Regions from separate parts of the Xenopus tropicalis genome. Here region 2 is linked to region 1. Evidence: chromatin contacts called from public Hi-C data. All regions are on one chromosome and are shown on one strand. Each heading gives the region's core, a stretch centred on a gene start, on an enhancer-like site or on the middle of the called end of the contact. The rest is flanking DNA. Distances are from core to core; before and after follow the strand shown. Region 1 overlaps agap1 (arf-GAP with GTPase, ANK repeat and PH domain-containing protein 1). Region 2 holds the start of gbx2.2 (gastrulation brain homeobox 2, gene 2).

Region 1 (6,284 bases), core at 1,952-4,451:
TAAAGCAAGGTCTCTTCTGCTGCTGTTGCACTCTCTGTCCCATTACCAATGAACCCTTGTGTCATGCAATGCATTGAGCCCCATGCACACTTTATAATTGCACAAACCTTCCTGCCGCATGTTTGCTTTGTGTGCTGGAACCCACACGGAGCTAAATGTAAGCACGTCGCAAGAGGTGTAAATATCTGAAGGTGCAGTGTCTGCAGCCTGGTAATTACCAGCTTCTCACCCCTTCATTCTTGTCACTAATTAGGAAATCATATTCTCTGCTTCCTCTAATTGGCAGCAGAATTCTCTGCTCTTGCTGCGTTTTTTCATGTCAGGGTGACTCCCACATGTGCCCGGGAGACCAGGTCAAAGGCCACATCCTTGCCTGCCATGTGCAATTAGGCCCTGTCTATGAAGGACATTGCAGTATCTTCTTTTGACCTTTGGGATGTGCCCCATAAATAGTGGACTGAAAGCCTTGTGGTGCAGACTTGTTACATCTGTCTGTCTTTTGCACCCACATAATTCCTTCTCATATAATAGCATCACTTGTGCACTATGTTATAATTCTGGCTAAATTTTCAGGGTACGTTAGTAACCTATTTATGTGTATGTGTTTTAAAGGGCAAGTTTATTCTTCAATTTTTATTTTCCTCTTTACAGCCAGATTTTTAGGGCAGACATTTTGAAACTAAATTTAAACATATTCTTACTATTGTATAGTCCTTATGTTTATATTCAGGCATTTATACTCAAGTCTGATTCCCAAACAACTGCCTGGTTGCTAGGGTAAATAACCCGTAGCATAAAAACAGTAGTTTATATTCCAAGCCCGGAATAGCCTCAGGACAAAGATACCCATCACACTTCAGGATAATCAAGGTCTTGTTGGGCTTGTGGCATCCTTTAAAGGGGTTGTTCACCTTTTAATTTACTTTTAGTGTATTGTAGAGAGTACTATTCTGAAACAATTTGCAATTGGTCTTTATGTTTTATTATTTGTAGTTTTTGAATGATTTAGCTTTATATTCAGCCACTCTCAAGTTTGTAATTTTAGCAGCTATATGGTTCCTAGGGTCCAAATTACCCTAGCAACCAGACTATGGTTTGAATGAGAAAATGGAATATAAATAGGAGTGGGTCTATATAGTTAGAAAAATAAGTAATAAAAAGTAACTTCAGCTGTAGCCTCAAAGCAATAGTTTTTCTCTGCCAGTGTCAGTGACCCACTTTTGAAAGCTGGAAGGAGTATGAAGAGGAAAGTTGGTTATTTAAAAATAATTAGAAAAATTAAGACCAATAGAAAATTTGCTAAAGACTGGCCATTCTATAACATACTAAAAGTTAACTTAAAGGTCTCTTTTTCCCATTTGTGCTGTCAACAGTCTGTGCTATGTTGGATTTCTTTTTTCTTTCCCCCTAGCTGCTTTACATGAGTATTGCAGTGTGTGGAAATTGCCTTAATGTATTATGCACTGTCATATACAATTATTTAAAAATGAAGTATTGTGTATTTAACCTATATACTATAGTTAATGGACTTTCTGGTTATAGGATATGTCTGCATAACAGCTCAATAGATCCAATACCCATGTCTGTAATCCAGAATTCTCAGGAGCTGAGGTTTTCTGGATAAGGGGTAATTAAATAAAACAAAATAAGATTGTTTTGCCTCAATTAAGGATTAATTATATATTAACTAGGATCGAGTACAATGTACTTCTTTATTATTACAGAGAAATAGGAAATCATTTTAAAAAATTTGAATTATTTGAGTAAAATGGAGTCTGTAGGAGATGGCCTTCCCCAGTTATTCACAGCTTTCTGGATAATGGGTTTTTGGATAATGGATCCTATTAATAATATTGTCGATTTCTGGCAGTGTTACCAGAAGTGTTACCTGAAGGAAAGTCACCACAGATATGATAAGCTTTCAGAGGTTTGACCATTAGAATATGTCGTCAGATTTAGGCCAGTAAGTAGGCCAAGTGCACAATTATTTATGATAACTTTTCAACTTTACAGCTTTAGTTGTCATCTGGAAGTTTGTTCTCAGCATCCACTACCCTCTGAAGCCAAAGCCTTTCAGATATTCCTAGAAGAGTACATACATCCATAGGGTAGTATTGCGCTTGTAATCTAATAGCAAATTATGGATTTAGCCTTGAGACCTAGGGCGAGTGTATGCGCTGACCTATGGCACGCGGAGGGCTGTAGTGTGTGGCCTCGTGTGTGCATGTTCAGCAGACCCTTGAGGATCACACGTCTTGTAATAAGCCTAATAGATTGGTTTTATTTAATCATCAATGTTGCTGCTGTTCTCCCAGTTCCATAAAACATTCTGCAGGTTGGCAAAACACTGATCCTATTGATCCTGTAGCTCTGGGATATTTATGTGCCTGGTCCCTGTTAGTGCATAAATCCAGCGCTTCCTCCCACCTTTCTGTATGCTCGGTAAGTGTGCTGCTTCACAATGCTGGAGGCCAGCCAATGCATCACTCCTGTGAAGGCACCGGCTTATTACACGTTAACCCTGTACTACTGGAACCTTACACATGCATTACACAGCCTCCCATCAGATACCCCTGTAGGCCATCATTCTCATCAGATATTCCATGATAGGCCTCATTCTTGCTGGCTCACACTACCACACAGCATTAGTATTAGACATCTTGGTCATTAGAGCAAATATGGTCTTGGTTTGATTATTAACAAGACTTGTACCTAGAGTACTGATTGGCCCAGCAACGTGCATCCAACAAGGGTATAGACTGAAAGGGAAGTTAGAGTTTGTATACAGAGAGTTTGTGTACAGATAGAGAGGCTTTTAGATAGAGACCAATGTAACTGGGTGGCGCTGTGTTACAATAAGTTTTCCAGGGAGAAGCCTTACACATTGGATTGTATGAAGAAGGTAGTGGGGTAACCTTTTGATTTGGAGGCTTGGTGGTGCTTAGGTAAGTGGGACTGAACTGAGGATGACTTGATTATTGCCTGAGAGTGCCTGCGCTAGGTAACATGTCACACAGACTGTGCATATGACTTCTGCATATACATTTTCTTTTAGGATCTCATTTCCTCCCAGCTCACTGTTGCATGTACACCACCCCCATCCATTCCTATCCCCTCTCTGCTTCCTCCATCCTTGGCAACCCAGCCTGACTGGGAAAGCATGCGGCCTCCAGCCAGCCATCTGCTAAGCACTTCCTGTGCCATACAGTGTGCTCTCCCCCTGCAGAGAGACCGCTTCCCCTGCCTCCCTCGGCTACATTGTCTCCAGCTCCTCTTCTTCCTCCCTTCTCCAGTTTGCTGTGGTGGTGCTGGGGTTACATTCCTCCCTACCAGAATTCTCTCTCCTATCAACAGCCATAGGTTACTTCTCTACCTGCCCTATCCTGTAACAAGAACACCTCACACCTACTATTCCCCCACAGGTTAACTCTTGTATTTAACTTCGATGCTTGCTGACTGAGACAGACAGTAGGGATAGTTAACCTGAAATAAAAGGCACAACTCAAAGTTAACTGTGCTGGTCACTTAAACTTGATACAATAATTCACTGTATCGAGTTTAGCTCATTACTAAAGGATTTAAAGCACTTTATGTGCTTTGATTTAAAGGAAGAATCATAAAGCAGAATGCAGTCACCGCACCACATTGGTGGTTCAGTGTCCCAAACCCATAGCTAGGGAAGGAACAAACCAAACTTCCTTGCAGAAATGAGCGCATGCCGAAAAAAAAAAAGTTATTTCACGCAAGGATCTTGATGCATTTATGACATGTAGTGGTGAAATGCAAAACAGTTCAGAATCATTGTGTAAAATAATTCCTTTTAACCACTCAGCCAAGGCTGACTGTGTGCACAGTCGTTTCTGTGTTTGTAGCTACAGCCGCAACAAGAATTTACGGTTGTTGAATTGAAGAGCAGGTATCAGTGCCAAGTGAGACAAGATTCAGAATAGTTGTATCTGTAACTGAGTGTAAGGGGAAATAATGGGATTGTCATGCCTGGTTAATAAGGCATTGGGCAATTTAAAAGCATTGTGGCTTACAGGAGCTTAGGCAGGACTCCCGTGCCAAAACAGATTCCCCTGTGGCAAATCAGATTTTATATTAACGAGGCAACATTTTTACTTCACCGGTATGCTTTTGCACTGTAAGTCAGGTACAGTTGGGATTATGTATGCAAGCATCTTATTGGCTGCTATGGGTTCTATATAGGGCAGAGACTCTTTTCCCATACACAAGACCTTTCTGATCTGCTGGTTAGGACTAGTTTAACTAGGCATAGACTGTAAGATTTGGGTTATTTGACAAGCTTGCCAACCAAGGATAATTTTTCCTGATTTTGTCATCAAATCCAGTTTTTTCATCCAGGTATCAGATAAGCAGGGCCAATAAACTGCCCTCAACAATGTTTATTGGCCACATGTATTGTTGTGATTTCTAGGTAAGCTGGAAGCTATGGTGTGCCTTTACACAGAGTAGAGTGCGTTCCTGGTCGTCTCCTCCGCTCCTCTCAGAGCCTTCGTCTTTTTACACCTTCCACATCCACTGCGCTTTCTCGTCTTAAACCTTTCTATCTCACTGCTCCTTACCTCTGGAACTCTATCCCTGAATCCCTCCATAGAGAACACTCACCCACCCACTTTTTAAGATAAGACTCAGCTGTTACCTTTTGGAGCACTAAAGCATTATTGTGCCTAGTCCTGCACTTAAGGGCACATGCCCATACCTAGTGCACTTTTACCTCCCAACTTGTGCCTGTATGTTACCCAACCACTTAGATTGTAAGCTCTACAGGCAGGGACCTCCTTCCTACTGTGTCTCATACCACATGGCACTTCCCTGTGCATTTATATGTATTTATTATAACACTTGTCCTCCCTGTATGTAATTTTGTATATTGTAAAATTGTACAGTGCTGTGTACCCTTGTGGCGCTTTATAAAGTTATACATACATACATACATACATTTACAAGCTATCACTGCACTGGATCTGTAATTTGGGAATATGCCTAATACTGAATCATCCACTAAAGTGTTCAGATGAATCAAATGCTCAGTTGCAAATTCAAAATTCAGTCACATTCAGTTGTCACATGACAAGAGGTTTGGGATTTGTCTGAATCATGCAAAAAGTGCCAGGATTCGGATAAATCGACAAACCAAATCCTGGATTCGAAGCATCCTAATTTTTTTCCTCTGAAATCTCTTGCATGGAACAGGTTGCATGGAAAAATTGAACAAAATAAATTGTCAAATGTTCTTCCCTACTCTTCTTACACTACAAAAAGAAAACAAACACGAGTAAGGGGAAAAAATGCTTTAGAGGTCATCCCAGATTTTTCTTATGATCTATTAACCTTTGCTTATTCACAAGCCTTGATTTGGGGAAGATGGGCAAAATAATTTGTTTTCTTTTATTTATTTTTTTAAAACTTGACATCCTCTTAAATAACAGAATGGAAATTTGAATGGCAGCCCATACCTGGGGTGATGCCATTATTTTCTGTGTAAGGATGAATCTTTTCTTTTGGGCTAAATGAGAGAAGCCATTGGTATTTTATTGGCCATAGATAATTTGTTTATAAAAGGATTTGTGTAGCATTTTACTACTTTACTTTACTACTAAATTGTTATTACTCAGTTAACAAATATTGCGATTTACAGACGTTTGCTGTCGCTCTTCCCACTTCCAGCAGTTATTAACTAGGGTGTAGTATTTTTATATTCCTTCAGAACATTTTACCTTTAATCATTCTTTAGATTTGCCTGGCTAATTTTTCTTTTTTCTTATTTTCATCCCACGAGTCCTACAATATTCCTTTACAGCAGTGTGGCATTTAAGCTGTTACTCTGCAGAGCAAATGAAATGATACACATTCTCTAGTTAATTAATATCACATTAGCAATGCCAATTATACTATCCAGAATTGAGATAAAACTGCCCTGCAAGAGTTTTTATACAGGGATTAGAGCCCTTTGATTTCCGCTGCTGCCTGCTGCCCCCTATAATATCCCCCCAGCTCCCGTGTGATATGTTAATAGCCCATTGAGCTGCCTGCCAGGGGAGATGTCGGGTCGCTGTCGGGTCGCTCGGCATGTACAGGAAGCCGTGTAAAGATAATCCAGATTTAGTCTCTGGAGAAACTGTTTACACAGAGGGATTAGAGAGGGATTAAAGCTAACCCGACACTAGATTACCTCCAAGTGTGTAAACACAGCCAGAGGCGCTGACACACAGGCCGGGACACTTCTACAGGGGACTCCACTAATAACACACACATCTTTA
Region 2 (6,284 bases), core at 2,152-4,651, 53 kb after region 1:
CTTCACATCGCAACCCCCCCCCGCATGCGAACTGCGTATGCGCGCCAAAACACACGGGGGGGGGTGGGGTGCAATGCGAAAACGCAGGTGCAGGGGCGAGGTGGGCGACCAGGTTGCCTAGGGGGCCGGTCGACTCGGCCCGCCCCTGATTGCCAGTCAGGGGGAACGGATCATTGGGGGTCCAGATATTGGGTGAAACTTACCATCACACAGAGGAACTCTCACAGTAACACAGATCTTATTAACAGGAATATTTGAAAGACTTACAGAATTTTGGAGGGCGTTCATAGGTGTAGTGAGGTTCAAAGTCAAACATGGCACAGTATACTTAGGGGCAAACTGGGAACACTAACATGCACTCTAGCAAACACAAAAAACCACTAAGGGATCTCACTGGTAAACTAGGGATTTCTCTGAATGCCAGCTGGGGCACACATAGTAGAAAACACTCAAGGCACAGTGACTACATTTACTGGCACCCTGGGCACACTCACAGACATAGGATCAAATTCAGTGGCACAGAGTGCATGTTCATAGCACATCATTAGACTCAGCGAGGCACAATAAGATCACCCACTCAGGCACCGATTGACCCACTCATAGCCACACAATTGGAGACTCCAACAGGCACAGATGGACTCTCCAACTGTGTGGCTATGAGTGGGTCAATTTGTGCCTGTTGGACTCTCCAATTTTGTGGCTATGAGTGGGTCAAACAGGCACAGACTGACCCACTCATAGCCACGCAATGGGGGGGAGTCAAAGGCACAGCTGAGGAATCGAATATAACTCAGTGTATATTCATAGGCATATTATGGGACCTCACAGACACAACAGCCGTATTGAAGGTCACTTGGCCACACTCATAGGCACCCTGAGACTCACACAGACACAATGAGGACACTGACAAGTATAATGGATCACTTAATGAAACCTGTTCAAGGTTCCTCCCAGGTATACAGGGGGCATGCAGGACCACATTCTGAAGAAAATTGAGCATAAACACTTGGAAATCAATTTCACAGAGTTCAGAGGGCTTAGCCACATAAACGGGTAACTAAGTGACACTCAAAGTATACATAGTAAGAGAGTTAGAGACTGACACCTAGAGGACATGTGGTGCAACACATGAATAGAAGTGTCAGATCTTATGATACCTCTAAATGACACCAGACAGTTAATATAATAATGTTTATATTAGCACTGTGTGTATTCATGGAATGGGGGGGCCAGGCTTGTGCTTTTTGATTTGTAGGCCCTGACCAGAATAATTTTACGTACAGTAGGTACCCTCTTAGCAACCCTAGGGCACAGCTTGTGCAATACAAAGGCTGGCAACAACTGGTGATTTACACAGGGAACTCAGTTTGAATATGCTTGTTCTCCCATTTGTTTCTGTCATCAAGAATGATGCTACTAATTAGGGATATGGAGCCTCTGCCTTCCTGTCTTTCTGCGCTATGCCACTGTGATATCATTCTGCTCTTCCCTTTGGGACACCAGATTGGGTTAAATAGAATGTAAGCGCATCTGCCCACGCTGATAAACTGTTCCAGGGACACAGTCTTGGGTTAATCGATACGTTCCGGGCTCAGGATCATTCCCTTGTCACTTGTCCCAGTGCTAATAGAAGGGGAGGGGATGTGATGAGTAATGAGTTGGGATGGGGGGCTGAGGAGATTCCTTTCCCCATCCCGTTTCCCAGCCCATTCTCTGCAAGGGCACATTGCCCCCCCTGCACTCACTTTAGCCACAGTCACCTACTTTATATGTCATTACACTGACATACAGAAGAGCTAGATCTGGGGCAAATGCATTGTTTAATAAAGAACTGAACAGCAAGAAGCATTGCTAAATCCACCAAAAACTGAGGCCTCATTTATGAAACCATAGACATGGTGACCACAGACATGGTGAAGTAAAAAAATCAGCGGAATACTGTACGGGGGGGACCCTTTTCTGGCCGGCTCTCTAGCACTTGTCCCAAGGCTGCCAATGCAGAAGAAAGCAAGACATGTTAATCAGTAAAATGTATTTATGAGTAAAACAAATTCTGTAAAACCTGCATAGAATTAGAAGCATGTGTGGGCAGTTCTAAATGGAACAATGTTCCATCCTTTTCCATTTTGTGGGTGCAGTTTATTGCAACATTTTGCTTTAAAATAAAAAACAAATATGGGGATATACTGTTGGTAAAAATACAGATCTGTTTCTATTTACTTTTGGGAACATGTGCAACATATATATAGGCTGGGTTTTAGTTACCCTTTAGGGCAATGACAGGTGTAGTAGTTTTTAGATTCCCCAAGATCACTTCTCCCATGGCCAACAAAGTGGCTGAAAATACCTTCTTCTGTATATTGTATACACCCTAAGCCAAATATACTGTGATAAAGAAGTATACACCCTACCCCAAATATACTGTGATAAAGAAGTATACACCCTACCCCAAATATACTGTGATAAAGAAGTATACACCCTACCCCAAATATACTGTGATAAAGAAGTATACACCCTACCCCAAATATACTGTGATAAAGAAGTATACACCCTACCCCAAATATACTGTGATAAAGAAGTATACACCCTACCCCAAATATACTGTGATAAAGAAGTATACACCCTACCCCAAATATACTGTGATAAAGAAGTATACACCCTACCCCAAATATACTGTGATAAAGAAGTATACACCCTACCCCAAATATACTGTGATAAAGAAGTATACACCCTACCCCAAATATACTGTGATAAAGAAGTATACACCCTACCCCAAATATACTGTGATAAAGAAGTATACACCCTACCCCAAATATACTGTGATAAAGAAGTATACACCCTACCCCAAATATACTGTGATAAAGAAGTATACACCCTACCCCAAATATACTGTGATAAAGAAGTATACACCCTACCCCAAATATACTGTGATAAAGAAGTATACACCCTACCCCAAATATACTGTGATAAAGATGCAGAAACAAGGACACATAAGCCCACACAAGCTCTAAGTGCAGTCCATACAATGCAAGTAGAATGTGCAGTCGGACCAGTTTACAGATTGGCTAAATCGTTGTGTAATTAGGAAATGCCTTTATTCATAGCGGCTGTCAGTGCTGATGGAGTGGAAGTGTGTGAGAGAGAATTATCCCGGGTTTGTCCCATCACTGGCCAGTGACAGAGCTCAGAGAGTCACAAGTCTGTCCCTGTTCTCCATCCCCTGCACTTTATCCTGATTCTCTCTCTCTCTCTCCGAGGGGTGTGAAGTGGGCTCGGTCTGCCAGGACAAGCCCCCTCCAGCCCAGCCACCAATAGCAATCAGGGAAGCCGAGGGAAGGTGCTAAAATCTGGCAAAACGTGAATGGGAAATAGGAGCACAGTTTGTATCTGCTGAGACTGGGGAGAGAAGAAGCTGCACATCCAGGTCACCAAGGAAGAGAGGAGATCCCATTACACCGGCTGCAATTGACAAGGTCCCGCCAAACAGACAGGAGCACGGATCTAACAGTACAGCCAGAGAGGAGAGACCCCATCCCAAACACAGAAGGAGAAAGTGGGAGCTGTGCATGCAGAGAACCCAGAAAAAGGCACCCAGGAAACAGAAAGTAAAGCAAAATTGTCACTCAGAGAGAGAGAAATGGACCTCAGCACCCAGTGAAGAAGCAGCACAGTCAGGAAAGAGACGGGTAATAGAGAGACCCCCCACTATACAGGGACTCACTAAAGTTTGGAGAAGCAGATCTGACCCATGAAGCAGTCACCAAAGAATCTCAACACAAGAGAAACCAGAGAGCAGTGGGAGACCCTCCTTTGCCTAATGAGGGTTTAGTCTGCAACCCATATAGAACACTGCTTTGTATATCTGACTTTGGCACCACTTCTGCCCAAATCACTGGCACTCTACCAATGGTAACTGTGGCAGACTGTGGCTCTGGTGCCTGCTGAGAGCTGCTCTAGTTGTTTGTGCCCAACTTTGGGAGCATTTTCTTAGCCTTCCTTTGACTCCCAGTAGCTTATATGAGTGCAGCCTTTCAGCCCCCTCTCATGATGATGCAGCGTCCCCTGGGCAGCAGTACAGCCTTTAGTATAGACTCACTGATAGGGAGCCCACCACAGCCCAGCCCTGGACATTTTGTGTACACCGGATACCCCATGTTCATGCCTTACCGGCCTGTGATCTTGCCCCCTCCACCACCCCCTCCTCCATCTCTTTCTCAAGCCACTCTGCAGCCAACTCTCCCTTCAGCGCATCCCCACCACCAGATCCCCAGCCTGCCCAGTGCATTCTGTTCCAGCCTTGCCCAGGGCATGGCACTTACCTCGACACTCATGGCTTCTCTGCCAGGGGGATTCTCAGCCTCCGCCCAGCACCAGAAGGCAGTCAGAAAGTTTGGAGCTCAAAGTCTGCATGGGGCCTTTGAAAAAAGCAAAGGGGGCCAATCTGATGAAGAAGATGGTAACAAGACCTACATAACCAAAGAGGGCACCTTACTGCCTTTCTCTGCTTCGGAAGCTTCTCTGGGTAAGTGTCCCAACTATCACTCCTTGGGAATGGGCAGGGTGGCAGCACCAACCTGGGCAGCATGGGACTAGTTTATCATTATTAATTGACAGCTACATCATATTGATGATATGATACAGATAAAAAGAGAAATACATAGAAATGGAGGCAATATAGACAATAGTTAAGCGTGATGGGTAGATAGATAATATACATAATGTCTAATGATGCAATTTAAGTTATTGCTTGTGCAAATAAGAATTGCATCTCACATAAATACACATGGACGGAGTTCTCAGGAGCTTTATTTAGAGGCAGGGTATCATTGGGATAAGCTCTGCAAACTGACAGCAGGATTACAACTCAATCTAATGCTCAGTTCCTTTAATTCCAGGCACAGAGAGTTTCCAGACAGGCACTAAACCCAATATTAGCCCTAATCCTATTTACACCACTCAGGAGTGCAATCAGCATACATGCTACTGTATTTATATGGCTCAATCACAGAAGAAAAACCACATCTAGAGACCAGCCATAGGGCCAGCATTGAGATCTCTATGTCGGGGTGGGGGCTTTGAAAAATATCAGAACAACAAAAACTCAATTAATGAAAAATTATCTGTGTTGCTGTCCAGATATTGCAAATGTTAATTTTTTTTGTTGGAAATATATTTCATTCTGAATTAAAATGTCTAATTAGCTTCATACAAAATAAAACCGTTTGTGTGTTCATAGTTTATTTTCACGACTATTTTTAAAATAATTGTACCTTTATTTGTTCTGCTAAACTGTAATCTCCCACAATTTAACATACAAATCCCCCCAAAATGACACAGAGACACAAATATTCATTTTCTTGATTTAGCACAAATTTTTGTAAATACCCTGCAAAAGCACTTCTCACTGATTGGCCTCATCAGCAACCAGAAATAATATAATGATAGCTACATTGATACTGATTCACTCACTCACTGACTCACATGTACAAATTCTGTATTCGATATATCAATGTTTTCTCTGTCATTGCTTATCTTTCTGCACCCTTCTAAACATGAAATACACTTTTGTAATCTAATTAGAACATACAAGGTGGTGTAAAGATAGGTAGATAGATGATAAATAGATAGATAGACATACAGATAGATAGATAGATAGATGATAGATAGATAGATAGATAGATAGATAGATATAGACAGACAGACAGACAGACAGACAGACAGACAGACAGACAGATAGATAGATAGATAGATAGATAGATAGATAGATAGACATAGAGATGATAGATAGATGTGTATGTATATTTAAATGTTTTTTCTAAGTAAAAGCCTTTATAAACACTAGTGCTCTGTAAAGTATTGACACTGGGATTATATATCAGTGCTTTAGATACACATACTCATGCTGGCTGTGTATAGGTCTGTTTGTGTTACTATATTCTCCTTCTGTTTTAACCATTAACTCAGTGAATTAAAAGTATGATTTAGCTGTATATGCTATATGTCCAAGTTCAAAATAGTAATCTCCTTTTGTGTTTATAAAAAAACCCAGTGAATTCACCAAATAATTGTGTATAATTCCGGTGTGTGTAACATTATTCCCATGCTGTGCTTGCCAGGTCCAGTCCGTGGGCAGGGGAAAGAGGAGTCTGGGAAAGAAGCAGAAGGAAAGGGCAAGGAGGATTCCTACCTGATGGACAGTGACCTGGACTACAGTTCAGATGACAATATCTCCTGCCAAACTGCACACAAAGAGGACGACACCCCAGAGGAAAGCCCCCCAAACT

Evidence for each region. Hi-C and Micro-C count contacts between places; a contact is called where the count stands out from the background.
Region 2: a Hi-C map of neurula embryo shows a contact between it and region 1, with 2.1 times the contacts expected there. The contact joins the promoter of gbx2.2 here to the enhancer-like site in region 1. A contact is called at or near these places in 2 of 5 Hi-C or Micro-C datasets (gastrula embryo and neurula embryo).

The regions. Positions count from the first base shown.
Region 1 is chr9:59,778,515-59,784,798 of UCB_Xtro_10.0, forward strand. All of the region lies in intron 18 of agap1 (arf-GAP with GTPase, ANK repeat and PH domain-containing protein 1), which reads left to right. Among named protein-coding and RNA genes, the nearest start is that of gbx2.1, 47 kb to the right of the region's middle. Within about 2 kb of position 3,202, at least 5 of the 11 cell types and tissues checked have an H3K27ac peak or open chromatin away from gene starts, as enhancers often do. A contact at or near this core is called in neurula embryo, where this site is marked.
Region 2 is chr9:59,831,484-59,837,767 of UCB_Xtro_10.0, forward strand. It overlaps gbx2.2 (gastrulation brain homeobox 2, gene 2), which reads left to right and starts at 3,402. Exons shown (of 2, transcript NM_001011472.1): 1 at 3,402-4,522; 2 at 6,117-6,284. The coding sequence starts at 4,018.